Regions from separate parts of the Gossypium hirsutum genome. Here region 2 is linked to region 1. Evidence: chromatin contacts called from public Hi-C data. All regions are on one chromosome and are shown on one strand. The core of a region is the stretch at or near the end of the contact, and the rest is flanking DNA. Distances in the headings are between cores, read along the strand shown. Region 1 holds the start of LOC107915906 (protein MIZU-KUSSEI 1). Region 2 holds the start of LOC107943179 (probable glucan 1,3-beta-glucosidase A).

The links. A called contact is a pair of places that touch in the nucleus more often than the background predicts.
Region 2: a contact with region 1 is called in a Hi-C map of leaf, with 3 times the contacts expected there. The contact joins the promoter of LOC107943179 here to the promoter of LOC107915906 in region 1. A contact is called at or near these places in 7 of 34 Hi-C or Micro-C datasets (hypocotyl and leaf).

The regions. Positions count from the first base shown.
Region 1 is chrA10:16,293,875-16,296,593 of Gossypium_hirsutum_v2.1, forward strand. It overlaps LOC107915906 (protein MIZU-KUSSEI 1), which reads left to right and starts at 1,359. Exons shown (of 1, transcript XM_016845094.2): 1 at 1,359-2,487. The coding sequence starts at 1,532. The coding sequence ends at 2,287.
Region 2 is chrA10:16,749,192-16,752,021 of Gossypium_hirsutum_v2.1, forward strand. LOC107943179 (probable glucan 1,3-beta-glucosidase A) reads left to right here and starts at 1,458. Exons shown (of 10, transcript XM_016876921.2): 1 at 1,458-2,098; 2 at 2,191-2,306; 3 at 2,402-2,521; 4 at 2,631-2,816. The coding sequence starts at 2,023.

The DNA.
Region 1 (2,719 bases), core at 109-2,608:
TCTTCACATCTCATCACTCTACTAAACTCTCTTCCCCTTCCTCGTCGTTGCGACCTCGACCCAGGATTCATCTCTATATCGACCTCGACCCAACATCCTTAATTATCTTTATTTACTTGTTTTCAAATGTATAAAAGTTAAATTAGTTTTTTAGAGGAATCAATTTACTTAAATTTAAAATCGAAAGAGAAATAAAGGATATTTAAACCAACAAAATACATTTAAGGGACGTCAAATGCGGAGGAGATAGGAATTTGTAGGGGCTGAGTTGAGGAAGCGTTGAATATATGTAATTTTTATGAGCATACGAGTGTAATAAAAATTTTAATATTATTTAAATGTATTTAAAAAATATTCTTTTAAAAGAAAAATTATCTGTGACTGCTTAAAATTCAGAATTTTAAATAAACTACTACTTTTTAACATCTAACTAATCACTCTTATTAACGTAATTTCTCAAATTAGAAAAAGCTATTTGCTCCCTTTTTTATAACATTATTTCTCAAAATGAAAATTTTATATATGAAAATTAAATTTTTTTCAGCTCCATTATTGTTAATTAATATTAAAACTTTTTATATGAATTCAAAGGTAGAATACAAATAATGGAATTAAAAATCAAATATAAAATTCGGATTTATACATACATTTTTTATTGAGTTAATATCATTAATCAAATTAGTTTTGTAAGTACAATGGATTAATCTCAATTCAGAAAAAGACAAGAAAAAAACTACAATTTAAATATAGGTTAAATTATACTCTTAGTTTTTTTACTTTGTAAAACTTGTTGATTGAATCACTATATTTTAATTTGGTCAAATTTAGTTTATATGCTTTTTGAATTTTAAAATTTTAATTATGACCCAAATAGTAGCAATTAGGTTAAATTCAATTATTAGTCTTGTACTATGCATACAATTATTGATTTGGTTCATATTTTCTAATTGGATCATTTTATGTCCTTGTAATTTCTAAATCATGAAATTCCAATCTTGACGTAAATGAAAAATTGTTAATCCATTAATTAATTTTTTTATTGAGTAATAAGTGAAAATAATAAGCTGACATGACATTACATGTATGATCATATGTTTGGTCCATTAGATTTTGGAAATAGTAGAACTTAACTTAATGAACTTAACAGTTATTATTTTTTAGGACTAAAATTTAAAATTTTAAAAATTATAAAGACTAAAAATGACTAAATTAAAATGTAAAGATTAAATTCACAACTTTAACAAAATACATGGACTAATAACATCATTTAACCTTGAATATATGTATAATTTGAATAATGATAATGGCAACTACCCAACAAAAAGAAAAATGATGTACATTTTGAATGTTCCTAATAAAGAGGCAGAGGCTTAGGAACTAAAAATTGACCATAATTATATGGAAAATCCTATGCCTCAAACCAATACCTACCTAACCTGAAACATGCCCACCTATCTGCATCTTTCATCATCTATCTCCCACTCTCTCCCATGGCCTTGCCTTGTCCCTGGTTCTTCATCAACGTCCATTAATGGCGGACTCTAAGCCTAACACCGGCAACGGCAACTCCAGGGACGGATCCACTGCCCCACCACCCAACCCTTCTACCCCCAAAGCTTCTTCATCTCCACAACCCTTCTCCCTTATCCAACCATCCGAATTACAGTCCAAGAAACAAAAACGCAAAGTCCTTCGAGCTTTCCGTTCAGTTTTCCGGGCTTTCCCCATCATCACTCCCGCATGCAAGTTCCCCACCAGCCCTGGTTTACAAACCGACTCTCACATCAGCATCTCGGGGATTCGAGTCACCGGAACTTTGTTCGGGTATCGTAAAGGCAAAGTTAGCCTTTCGATTCAAGAGAGCCCCAAGTGTCTCCCTTCTTTAGTCATTGAGTTTTCCTTGCAAACCAACGCGTTACAAAAGGAACTCAGCGCGGGCATGGTGAGAATCGCTTTAGAATGCGAAAAACGATGTGGGAAAGAGCAAGTTAAGCTATTCGATGAGCCTTTGTGGACGATGTTTTGCAACGGGAAAAAGACAGGCCACGGGGTTAAACGAGAGGCGACGGCGGAGGATTTGCACGTTATGGAGCTTCTCAAGGCGGTTTCAATGGGGGCTGGGGTTTTGCCGGGGAATTCTGAAACTGAGGGTGTTGATGGAGAGTTGGCCTATATTAGAGCCTTTTTCGATCGAGTCGTTGGCTCCAAGGATTGCGAGACCCTTTACATGTTGAGCCCCGATGGAAATACTGGTCCTGAGCTCTGTATATTTCTCGTCAGGATGTGATAAAAAAATGGCGCCCGCCAGTGATGGACTTTATCAAAGTTTTCATTTCATTAGCGTTGCTAACATATATATGAATATCGTTCTTTCGTGGTAGATGAAGCCCAAAAAAAGAAAAAGGGTTGCATAGGGATGTTTAGATAAAGTTTGGTGGAAACCAGTCTATTTAAATTGATTGATTTATTGATTGGTATTGTTTTTAACAGGGATTTTGTTTTCATTCTTTTTTAATCTAGTTTCACAAAGAGCAGAATTACAATTTAAGTCAAAATCTAAATGGTACGTTAGGCGTACGTAGCAGTGCATGCATGGGTGTTTTTGAATCTCCCGAATATGTGAAGCCCCTCAAACTTCACTTACACCCTTCTCTACCACTCGTCAACATATAAAGTTGAATAAGTTTTGTAGTCCACGGGACACTTTAATGCTCTATTT
Region 2 (2,830 bases), core at 208-2,707, 460 kb after region 1:
TAATGTATTTTCAACAAGCGCTTAAAAGAATTGCCACGTTTTTTTTAAATATTTTTTTCTATTTTTTAGTATATTTATAAGGTATTTGTCAATTCTTTGACTTTACTTGTAGAGTTTAAAAACTACACTGAAATTTACTAAATATTTTTCTATATAATAATAAGGATAATCATCCATACAAATTGCTAGTGGAATAAAAAAACTCCACAAGCGGGTCTAAGTTATGCTATTTATTTTTAGGGTATAATAAAATAATTAAAAAAAAGATACTTGACATCATTTTAAATTTACTTGTGAAGTTTTTTTTACTCCATTGATTGTTTACAGAATAATTACCCTAATAATAATTTATACTAACATTTATAGTTTTGAGTGAGTTAACCACGAGGTGTGGTGTTCCTTAATCATGTGGTTGGGTTTAATTTTTGCTTATGGGAATTGAACATATATATTTCGTAGTCAATAGTTTATCTCTTCGGAGAGTTCCCACAACAAAGAGATTAGTCACTATTATCGATGATAGACATCTAGACTTTAATCAAGAAAGCAATTTTGACCAAGTGTCACTGTCAATTACATCCTAACTCAATTGTGAATTTATTAAAAACACTTTACTTCCTATGGAGAGGTATCAATCTTGAAGGTAATTTTTTCTTTTTATGTTTTTGTATAAAATCTATATATTTAAACTTAAAGTATCATAAATTTTAACTTTTTAATCCTATTATCTCAATTAAAGACATATTTAATATTTTTACCAAATTATTAAATAATTTCTTATATTTACCACTTTGGTTCTTACAAAATTCAAAATTTTGACGTTTTCGTTTCTTTTCTTTCTTTCATCCTAATTAAGACGGTAATTATCTGACCAATTGCTTTTTTTTTATCACAAGTGAGGGTTTTAAAAGATAAATTAGAGTGCGAAAATGAACTAATTGTGATAAATGCTAATTTCAATTTTAAGAAATTACTATAAAGTTGAAGCAATTATGAAGACAATGAGTGTTTTATTGAGGGGCTTATACTAACTATACCATAATGAATATATATATTTTTATGAAAATAATTTTATCATTAAATAAATTTAAAAAATTTACGCTCTTAATTTCCTTTTATTGATCAAATTTCAACCATGCTACAAGTCAGAGGTAGTCAACTTTCAAAGTTACACCAATTTGTAATTTAGTCTTTCTAGTTTTATTTATAGAAATTTAGTTGTTTTATCTTTCATATTCAAAATTTAAAATTTAATATTATTAAATTTATTAATGTATCATTTTAAAATAAAAAAATTACTTAATAGTCATATAATATAATGACTCTGAATTTAATAAAAATAATTATAATAGTATTATCAATTGAACCTAGACTAAATTTTAAAAGTAAAAAAAAATATAATGACTAAATTTTAAATTTATAAAAAGCAAATTTTAACCTAATCAACAAACTGCCAAACTATATTAACAGCAATACAGACGCTGAAATATTTAGGCTACGTAAAGGCATGATTTTTTTATTGTAGTTTTCAACTTGGAAGTCGTTTTTCAGCTCCAAACTGTGCTTAATAAGCAACCCTATTAACCTTTTTTTCCTGCTCTACTCTAAAATCCATATACAAAAGATCCAAACCAAGTCTTTAAGCAAAGGGGCTTCCTTTCTATCCTTTTTGGATTCTTTCTTTTTCTATACACTAAAGCTTTTCAGATTCCCTCTTTGTTTATTCCTTAATAGAGAAAATGTTCTTTTCTTCTTCTTCTGTTCAATATTTTCAATAGAACTCTTCTTTCTTAAAGGAAAGATTGAGTTTTTTTAATGACTATATTAATGCAAAACCCAACTTCAAATAATTAAATATTATGATTGTTTACAAGGTTGAATTTGGTATAATTTGATTGATAAGGAAGGGATTACTAAAGATTCTCTTTTCTGAATGAATTTTTCATTTTCCCCTTTTTTTCTTGGAAAACACTTGTTATTTTTGTTTCTTGTTTGATGCAATTTTGAAAGGCTGCATTCTTCATGGAACTTGTTATTAGCAAATGGGTATTTGCATTTTCACTCTTCTCTTGGCTAATCTTTTCTGTATCATTTTCAGGTAATAAGCTTCATTAAAAAGTTCCTCTTTTTTTTTTTACCCTTTTAATTTTCCTTTGGTTTCTTGAAAAATTTTATTTTCAATTTATGAAGTGGAAGGGTTGGATGAAGATTCTAAAGTAAGAGGGGTGAACTTAGGAGGGTGGTTGGTTTTAGAAGGTTGGATTAAGCCTTCACTTTTTGAAGGAATTCCTAATCCAGACATGCTTGTGAGTAATTTTTTTTTCTTTTCAATGTTTTTTTTAAAAAAATTCCCCCAATAAATAATATTTGATCCTATGTTTCATGGATATTGAAAATTCAGGATGGAACACAAGTTACTTTCAAGTCAGTGAAATTGCAGAAATATGTTTGTGCTGAAAATGGAGGTGGAAGCGACATCTCTGTTAATAGAGAAGCTGCTTCTTCATGGGAAACTTTTACTGTAAGCACCCAAAAATAAATAATGATTTATAAAAATAAACTTCTGGTTTTCGGATCAATTGGTTGAATAAATGTTTAGATGGATGATTAACAACTTGCATGTAATGCAGTTATGGAGAGTTTCCGAATTTGAATTTCAATTCCGCACCGTACAAGGCCAATTTCTATCATGTTACGGTAATGGATGCGTGGTATCCGCGACTGCAAAATCGGCTTCCTCGACCGAAACATTTCAGATCGAAAGAAATAATGATGATCATGTTCATATTAAAACAAAAAGTGGAGCTTATCTGCAGGTATGATACTGAAT